2 separate regions of the Oryctolagus cuniculus genome follow, and region 1 is linked to region 2. The links are chromatin contacts, called in public Hi-C maps. All regions are on one chromosome and are shown on one strand. Each heading gives the region's core, a stretch centred on a gene start, on an enhancer-like site or on the middle of the called end of the contact. The rest is flanking DNA. Distances are from core to core; before and after follow the strand shown. Region 1 overlaps LOC127483149 (a long non-coding RNA gene). Region 2 has its middle 11 kb from the start of MGST2.

Region 1 (5,003 bases), core at 1,328-3,827, 190 kb before region 2:
GACAGATTTCAAGTAGTGGAGTGAATTGTGAATTTCACGTTTTTTTTTTTTTTTTTTTTTTTTTTTTTTTGACAGGCAGAGTTAGACAGTGAGAGAGAGATAGAGAGAGAGAGTTATAGACAGTGAGAGACAGGGAGAACGGTCTTCCTTCTGTTGGTTCACCCGCCAAATGGCTGCCATGGCCGGTGCACTGAGCTGACCTGAAGCCAGGAGGCCAGGAGCCAGGTGCTTCCTCCCAGTCTCCCATGCGGGTGCAGGGACCCAAGCACTTGGGCCATCCTCCGCTGCCCTCCCAGGCCACAGCAGAGAGCTGGACTGGAAGAGGAGCAACCGGGACTAGTACCTGGCACCCCAACAGGGACAAGAACCCAGGGTGCCGGTGCCACAGGCGGAGGATTAGCCAAGTGAGCCACGGTGCCGGCCTTTTTTTTTTTTTTTTTAATTTCACGTATTTTTAAAAGATGGGAATGGGCACTAGGCATAGTTGTTAGGATGCCTGCATCTCCTATTGGAGGGCCTAGGGTGGATCCCTGGCTATGTTGTGACTCCAGCTTCCCAGTAATGCACACTCTAGCAGGCAGCAGTAATAGGCTCAAATAATTGGTTCCTGCCATCCTCATGAGAGATGTGAACTGAGTTCCCAGCTCCTGCTTTCAGCCTGGCCTCAGCCACTACAAGCATTTGGGCACTGGAGTTCCGTTTCTCTGCCTCTGAAATAAAATTAAAATAGAATAAAATAAAATGATGGGCTGAAACTAGCAGCAAGGAGACAAGGCAGGCAGTGATGAGAAACAGATGATTTCAGAGATATTTAGAAGGTAGATGTACTCATTTCCTAGGACTACCATAACATATTATCACAAATTTGGTAACTTAGCACAATAGAAATTTATTCTCTCACAGTCCTGGAGACCAGGAGCCTGAAATCAAGGTGTTAGCAGGTCTGGCAATTCTTGGTGTTTCCTGTGCGGCAGCCTAACCGCAACCTTTTCTTTCATTTTCATAGGGATCTTCTTCCCTGCATCTTTTATCTCTCCTTTCTTGTGTAAGGGTACCAGTCAGTGGATTTAGGGCCCACCCTAATATAGGGTAATCTCATCTCAAGACCTTAAATTACATCTGCAAAGGCACTATTTCTGAATAAGGTCGCATTCACAGGGACTGGGTGGGTTGACTTTTTTTTTTTTTTTGACAGGCAGAGTTAGAGAGAGAGAGAGAGAAAGAGGGAGAGAGAGAGAGAAAGGTCTTCCTTCCATTGGTTCACCCCCCAAATGACCGCTATGGCCGGCACGCTGCGCCGATCTGAAGCCAGGAGCCAGGTGCTTCCTCCTGGTCTCCCATGCAGGTGCAGGGACCCAAGCACTTGGGCCATCCTCCACTGCCTTCCCGGGCCACAGCAGAGAGCCAGACTGGAAGAGGAGCGACCAGGACAGAATCTGGCGCCCCGACCGGGACTAGAACCCGGAGTGTCGGTGCCGCAAGGCGGAGGATTAGCCTAGTGAGCCGAGGCGCAGGCCATGGGTGGATTGACTTAAACAGCTGGGTTGTACGACAGTACGATTCACTAAAATAAGTAACACTGGAAGAGAACCAAGTTTGGATAAGGAAGGTGCTGTGTTTCTATGGAGGTGCTCATGGAAATGCAAGAAACCAAGTAGGCACTAAGTCACATAAGTTGCAAGCTCAGTACTGGGCAATATGGGCTGGGCATGCGGGTTTTGGTGGTAACTGAAGCTATGAACATGGGTAAGATTGCCAAGAGACAAACTGCAGAATAAGAACAGAGTCCAGAGCTCTGTGCTACACAAAGTTTAAAGGGGGGTGGGGGGAAAACAATCTGGGAAACAGGGTAAAAGCAATCCAAGACTGATGTTCTAGAAAAGCTCAAGGAAGATGATGTTTCAAGCAGGCATGAGCAGTTTTTTTTTTCCCCCTAGATTTCCTCCCATTTCTGTTCAAGGCTGGAAAGCACCACAGACTTAAAATCACTTCAGCTCCCACAGACTCTTTTCTCAGTGAGTAAGTCCCATGCATGGCTTCTAAGCTGGATTACAGCTGCTAGACATACGTTCTCCAAGTTGTTTGTAAAAATCCTCGTTTACAGGTTTATGTGTAGCTCATAGTGGTGGGGATTCCTTAGAACGTTCTCGATCTCTTGGGAATCAACGATACCTTCTAGAGCATATCTTATGCAAAGTACAGCCATTGCAGGAGGAGGATCCCCAGAGAATCTTACCAGCCACACTTTGGAAGAGAAAGCTTGATACTCTATTAGCAAAGGAAATATATTTTGATTCCTAGTTTGCCAAAGATTTTTAGATAACAAATGGATAGTAAATGTTATCAAATGCCTTTCAGCATCTATAGAGATGATGACACCTACGATTTTTCTCCTTTAAGCTATTAAGACTAGTTTTATTTCTCAGCTTCATTGCCTGCTCTGTAAAAAAGAAATGGAACTGGGTTCTCCAAATATTTTTCCTTTGCCAGCTGGCATAATGTTAAGCTATGACAGTAGAGGGTGCTAGAAACTTTTCCTTCCTGATTCTTGCTTGCTTTCCTGGCCAACTCTTGCAACACACACAGCTTCTGTAGCACCCAGCTCGTGAAGTGCCCACATTTGTTTCCTTTGCTTGACTGTGGCAGTGTAGGCAGCTTCCTAAGGCCTGGCTCCTGCAGCGAAAGCGCCATCCCCAGAATCAGGCTCCTGCAGTGTTGGTAGTTTTTCCAGAACCCCCTTCTGTTTGGATCCCCCTGTTTTGTAGCAGAGTGGCTCTTTCAAAACACCTAACCGTAAATAGCTTTCTCTGACACCCAAAGGGAGAATTTTAAGCACTGTCAGAAGAGGGTGACATAGCAAAGCCTTGATGCCTAAAGTTCAAGGTGGATTTCCAGCATGTTTCACTGGCATAGCACCACAGCAACTTCCCTTCCATTCAATGAGACGTGGACTTGTCTGTCAATCTGTAGATCTCAGCCTAGGTCTGGGGTGAAGGAAGGGTTCTATCTCAGGGTTAAGGGTAGTGGCTGATTCTTACTTGATATTCCTATAATACTTGGAGCACTTTTTTTGTTAATGTATTTATTAATATATATGTTGAAAATGCATTTTTCTCTCATTTAAAAATGATTTATTTATTTGATAGGCAGAGATATAGAGGAGAGACAAGAGAGAATACCTCCCCTCTGCTGGTACAATTCCCAAATGGCTGCAATGGCTGTGGCTGGGCCAGTCTGAAGCCAGGAGGCAAAGCTTCTTCCGGTTCTCCCACGTGGGTGCAGGAGCCCAAGGACTTAGGACTGATGCAGAGAGAGAGAGTGAGAGAGAAAGTGTCTTCCATCCCCTGGTTAACTCTCCAAAAGGCCACAATGGCAGTAGCTGGGCTGATCCAAAACCAGGTGCCAGGAGCTTCTGCAAGGTCTCCCATGTGGGTACAGGGACCCAAGCACTTGGGCCATGTTCCACTGCTTTCTCAGACTATTAGCATGGAGCCGGATCAAAAGTGGAGAAGCTGGGACTCGGACTTGAGCCCATATGGGATGACGCCACTGCAGGAGGAGGCTTAATGTATGTCACTACAGTGCTGGCCCTTTATCATTATTATTATTTTTTGACTTATTTAAATGCTGTAGTTTTGTAGTATACTTGGAAATCAGGTATTGTGATACCCCTGGTAGCTTTGGAATCTGCAAGGAGAGAAGGCCTGTATTTCCGGGAATGGAGAGTCCCTACCTGCACTTCTGGGGAAGAAAAGTCCTTGTCAAGGTCCCCACGGGTGCCTAAAGGTCAACCAATGAGGATCAGACTTGCCTCAACCTTTAACCCCCACGCCCTGTATCTATAAAAGGAGCTCTCCCTACCTCTGATGCACTCTGTTGGGACCGGGGAACCTCACCCGGGGGGGGGGCAGAATCCAAATAAAAGCTTGTGAATTAATTGATTCACCTGCTTGGGAAGATTTGTTATGCACCGGACACCTTGCAACCCCAGCTTGAATTTATCTGTTGTTTTGTCCAGGATCACTTTAGCTATTTTTGAATTTTTTTTGTGTGTGTGGTTCCATATGAATTTTAAGATTTTTTTTCTTATACTTTAAATAATATAATTGGAATTTTGATAAGGATTGCTTTAGGTAGTGGGGACATTTCAACAATATTAATTCTTCTAATCCATGAGCAAGGAATATCTTTTAATTTTTTGTGTCTTTGATGATTTGATTTCATCTGTTTTATAAAGTTCATTGTAGAGATCTTTCATTTCTTTGCTTAAATATATTCCTAAATATTTGTTTTTTTTTTTTTTTCAGTGATTGTGAATGAGATTTCTTTTCCTGTGAGATCACTATTGGTATATGAAAATGTTACAGCTTTTGTATGTTAACTCAGTATCTTGCGACATTACTAATTGGTTTATCAGTACCAACAGCTTTTTGGTGGAGTGTTTAGATTTTTCATGTACAACATCATGTCATCAGCAAACATGGATATCTTGTTTCTTTTTTTAAAAAAGATTTTATTTTTATTTATTTGAAAGACAGAGTTATAGAGAGGTAGAGAGAGAGAAAGAGGTCTTCCATCTGCTGGTTCACTCCCCAGATGGTTGCTACAGCCAGAGCTGCAATGATCCGAAGCCAGGAGCAAGGAGTCAGGAGCCTCTTCTGGGACTCCCACGTGGGTGTAGGGGCCCAAGAACTTGGGCCATCTTCTGCTTTCTCAGGCCATAGCAGAGAGCTGGACTGGAAGAGGAGCAGCTGGGACTAGAACTGGAGCCCATATGGGATGCCAGTGCTTCAGGCCAAGGCTTTAACAGGCTGTGCCACAGCACTGGCCCCGATATTTTCTGCTTCTCCTTTCCAGTTTTGATATCCTGTTTTTCCTTTCCCCTCCCTAATTACTCATTAATACCTCTAATACTCTACTGAATAAGTGTGGTGAAAGTGGACATCCTTGTCTCATTCCAGATCTGAGGGGAAATGCTTTCACCTTTTCCCCATTCAGTATGA
Region 2 (4,604 bases), core at 2,019-4,518:
TGGGACACACTCTTTGAGATTTCTTAATTTTATATGACTTTATTTTCTTTTTTATAAAAATATTTATTCATCTGAAAGAGTTAGAGAGAAGGAGAGAGTCAGCGAGAGAGAGAGAGAAAGAGAGAGAGAGAGAGATCGTCCATTTGTTGGTTCACTCTCCAGATGGCTGCAATAGCCAGGGCCGGGTCAGGCCTAATCAGGAATCAGGAGCTTCTTCCAGGTCTCCCACAGGGGGCAGGGGGCCAAGCACCTGGGGCATCTTCCACTGATTTCCTAGGCCATCAGCAGGGAGCTCGATCAGAATTGGAGCAGCCAGGACTTGAACCAGCACCCAAATGGGATGCTGGCACTGCAGGCAAGTGCAAGGGTTGTGTCTTCCAAGAGAGTCCAGTTGCTTCTGTGAGATACAAAGTGGACTATTTACTGATTTAGCTTGCTGCTAAATGGTAAGTGCCAGCCCTGTGACTTTCTTTTTCAAATATTTATTTGAGAGAGAGAGAGAGAGAGAGAGAGATCTTCCATCTATTTGATGATTCACTCCCCAAATGGCCACAGCCAGGAGCCAGGAATTCCATCCAGGTCTCCCACATGGGTGGCAAGGGCCCGACTACTTGGGCCATCTTTTGGTGCCCTCCCAGCCGCATTAGCAGGGAGCTGGATCAGAAGTGGAGTAGCTGGGAAACGGGACGGCGGCCTCGCAGGCAGCACCACATCACCAGCTCCTAATTTTACATGACTTTCTTCTCAGTGAGTCACCAGGTAGCCTGGCCTGGGACACTCTCATGTTGAGCAGTCTCTGCCCAAACTTTCTACCTGAGGTCAACTCTGCCACCTCTACAGCAGCCCAGAGTATTACAGGTAGAGTAGGTAGGAGCCTCAGCACCGTCTTCCATGTGGAAAGACCCCAGAGAGCGAGGGTCTCCAGGAATGTCTTGATGACGTTCAAAAGAGAGAATGAGGAACATGGGCTCTCCGTGCAGGCACAGATATTGGGTCGCTCTGGCTAGTTCATCGGTAGAGACCCCTAACTGGGTCTATCAGCGGGTGCTTGTGAGGCCCTTGGGAGGGGTCTCTGACAACTGCTTGTGTTGTTTCGTCCGTATTCTCCCTTGGTGTCACACAGCAGATGAAATTCACCAGGTGCAGACACGATGGAACCTATAGATTTCTCCCGGGACCTGGTGGGGCCAACCGTCTTCATTAAGCTCAAAATTCTGCCTGTGACTTAGGAATTCAGAAAGGCCGTGACTGGGTCTCCTTGTGGAGTTGTCCCCTGTGCCACCTCCAGATTCCTATGTTGGAGCCCCAACCCAGAGTCCCTCCCTAGTCCCGAGTGCCTCCCTAACCCTGAGTCCCTCCGAATATGAGGATCTTTATAGAGGTGGTGGAGTATTAAGGAGTTTTTGACAAAAACTCCAACATTAGGCATTCCTGAGCAAGCCATTCATAGGAAGATCCTCTTCAGATCAGTTTCGGCTTAAATGAAAGGGACCTGACCAGGTGCTACTGAGCATGGCTATCGCAGTGCAATTGGGATTAAAGTTCCACCTCTTAAGTCTTCACAGGTGAACTCAAAAGACACGCCTGACTATTCCTGTGAGCCAATCAGAGACCTTAAGTACCTCTTCAAAGCAAAAAGGATAAGTAGAACTTCTGTGTTTGTCGCGTGGAGACGGCTGCCCCTTCAGGCAGACATGCTGTGCCCGCCTCTCTTGATTCTCTCTGAGAACTGTTATTGATGATAAAACCCCTAATGGGTTCTTCCATTATAATGCTCTATGCTCAAGCTAAATGGGTTTATAGTCTACATGAGGGTAGTCTATCACCACCCACTATCTGGGCGTCTGTAAGATATGCTCTTTTCAGCTTAAGGGGCACTCTACTCACAATTGGTTTTGTTCCAGTTTTGCCTTTGCTAATTAACAATCTTATATGTTTCAGAACTCGACTTCTGGGAGTAACTGACCATGCAGGGGACACGGACATTGGCAGTGACCTAGACTGCTCCAGCTCACAATGTGAATTTGTTAGCTAAGATAGAGACTTCCAGATCCTCGACAGGCAGGGCCCATACTACGCCCCTCATAAGCAGGAAGCAGCTACAGAAAATGGATGATTCTACGACCTTCAATATCCCCTAGGATTAATGGAATGGAGTCTCTGGGGGGAATGATGTAGGCAGGCATACAGGATAAAATTGATCAGGTTTGTGAGCTGGAAGACCACGCCTTCACCACGCCCCTGTGTGACCGCATGCCCCTACCTGGCCACACCTGAGTACCCACTGGCTAAGCAGGTTAATTGACCATGCCCCCTTGGAAGTGGATTAAAAGCCTGGGACACAGTGTGTCCGGTCCTTTTTCTCTTCCTTGGCTTTTTGCCATCACGGGCGTTTGCTGCCCCTGCGCCTCCAGGGTGCGTGGCCTTTGGGCCACCTGCTCCATGCTTCCTGGCCTGCACACTCCTCCATGTGGCTGGCTCCTGGTGCTCAGTATGAATCCAGATTTATATCTCTTCTAGATAGCGCTCTTTCCAATGCATCTTTCTCACGGAATAAAAGCTTAACACATAAAAAAAAAAAAAAAAAAAAAAGAAGTGGTGGAGTATAGCTATGGCCGTTAGGCTGGGTTGTGGCCCAAGTCAGAAAGAGGCAGAGCCCGTGGAGAGATTCCAGGGGAGCACAGAGAAAGGGCCCTGGGGGGACACAGAGTGAGCAGCCTTCACAGGCCCAGCAGTGAGGCCTCAGAGGAAGCCACATGGCCCGCACCTGGATCTTGAACTTGCAGCTTCCGGGAAGGCCAGAAAACAGATTTAGGCTGTTTAAGCCACCCTGTGTGTGGCACTTTGTTGCGGCACGTGGAGCAGACCAGGCTACAGGAGGTTAGCGTGTGAGCTGCGTGTCGTGTGCCTGTGCCTGTGTGTTCTGGGTCTGGCGCGATGCGCGTGGAGGGGGGTTGCGGAAGTGGGCAGGAAGGGAGGTGTCTGGGCAGCGGCCCTGGGTTGCTGCGCTGGAGCGGGATTGCAGGCCTGGGTCCTCTCCCCACCCAGCTCGCCCGCCGCCCTCTCACTTCAGGACGCGCTCTCCTCTGATGTGGGTGGGACTTGTGCCCTGTGTCAGGGATGGAGAGAAAATAGAATCAGAAATGTGGGTTAGCAGTAGGATGGGGAAGGAAGAAAGCAGCTAATTCATTTATAGTCTGCTGAGAGCCATCCAAGGATCCCGGTGGGAGACAGGGGCAGGCAGAAGGCTTCGCGTTCCTAAATAGAACTCTGTTTTGACATTCTGCTGGCAGCTGCTCTCCCCCGCGCTTGTCTGTCTGGCCAAGCGCGTTGATAAAAAAGCAGCCGCGTTTTGGCCTCTCACTGCGCCACCTGGTGGCGCTCAGGAGGAGGTACAGGGGTCTGCCCCAAACAGAACGACCTTCCGTTCTGCAGAGTCACAGGGAAACGGATGCAGACTCTTGGGAGGCAAGCAGTAGTGAGAAGAGCGCTGTGCTGTGTTCCAAGTGGACTCCGGCTCTGCAGATTATTGGCTGCACAATCTTGGGCAAGTCCATCTCTTTGTGCCCGTCTCTTCGTGTGAGAAACAGGTCACTAACACAAACAGTATCCGAAATGTGGCGTCCCGGTAACTGAGTCAACCCTCCTTCCCTTCTTTATTTTTTCTTGTACAGATTTCTTTCCCCTGACATAATTTTGTAAAGGATCAAAAGTTGCTTCTGCTCTAGGCTTTGGGTTTTTGAAATTAGGTCGTGTGGGTGGGGGTGCTGGAGGGACGTGTGTGTTGGGGAACAAGTGGGTGTGGGTCGTGAGAGTCCCAGCTGGGACTGGGAGACCCCCCCCCCCCCCCCGAGGCCCTGCCCTTGATTCAGGCTTTTGCTGAGATGAGAACCAGGGCCTGGAGCCTGCCCTTGACTTTTTGTGTCATAGGAGGGTCTGAGCTGCTATGTTGGGTGAGAGAGAAGCTCTTACCATCTGAGCTGGAGCTGATGGTCTCCCATTAAGCCTGCAGGTGCACACGATGATTTTACATGGCTAATTAAAATATTTATTTAGTTGAAAGAGAGAGAGAGAGAGAGAGAGAGAGAGAGACATCTTCTATCCACTGGTTCATCCCCCAGATGGCCAAGGTTGCATCAGCCTGAAGCCAGGAGCCAGGAGCCAGGAGCCAGGAGCCAGGAGCTTCATCCAGGTCTCCCGCATGGGTAGTAGGAACTCAAACTTTGGACCATCTTCTGCTGCTTTTCCCAGGTCATTAGCAGGGAGCTGGATCAGAAGTGGAGCAGCCGGGACTTGAACCGGCACACAAGTAGGATGCCAGCATCACAGGTGGTGGCTTAACCCCCTAAATCACAATGCTGAAGCCAGGAGCCAAGTGCCCAGTCCAGGTCTCCCATGTGGGTGGCTGAGATCCAACCACTTTAGCCACCTCCCTCTCCCACCCCCAACACACTTAGAGGAGAGAAAACTTCCACTCACTGGTTCACTCCCCTAAATGGCCACAACAGCCAGGTCTGAAGCAGGCCAAAGCCAGGAGCCTGGAACTCCGTCCTGGTCTCCCATGTGGGTGCTGGATTGCAAGTGGAGCAGCGGGACATGAACTT

The links. Hi-C and Micro-C count contacts between places; a contact is called where the count stands out from the background.
Region 1: a Hi-C map of an unstated tissue shows a contact between it and region 2, with 2.6 times the contacts expected there. The contact joins two enhancer-like sites. A contact is called at or near these places in 3 of 6 Hi-C or Micro-C datasets (ear pinna, psoas muscle and an unstated tissue).

What each region holds. Positions count from the first base shown.
Region 1 is chr8:25,304,920-25,309,922 of mOryCun1.1, reverse strand. The region is part of intron 1 of LOC127483149 (a long non-coding RNA gene); the gene reads right to left. Among named protein-coding and RNA genes, the nearest start is that of RAB33B, 10 kb to the right of the region's middle. Within about 2 kb of position 2,577, at least 2 of the 8 cell types and tissues checked have an H3K27ac peak or open chromatin away from gene starts, as enhancers often do.
Region 2 is chr8:25,117,370-25,121,973 of mOryCun1.1, reverse strand. No RefSeq gene overlaps it. Among named protein-coding and RNA genes, the nearest start is that of MGST2, 11 kb to the right of the region's middle. Within about 2 kb of position 3,268, at least 1 of the 8 cell types and tissues checked has an H3K27ac peak or open chromatin away from gene starts, as enhancers often do.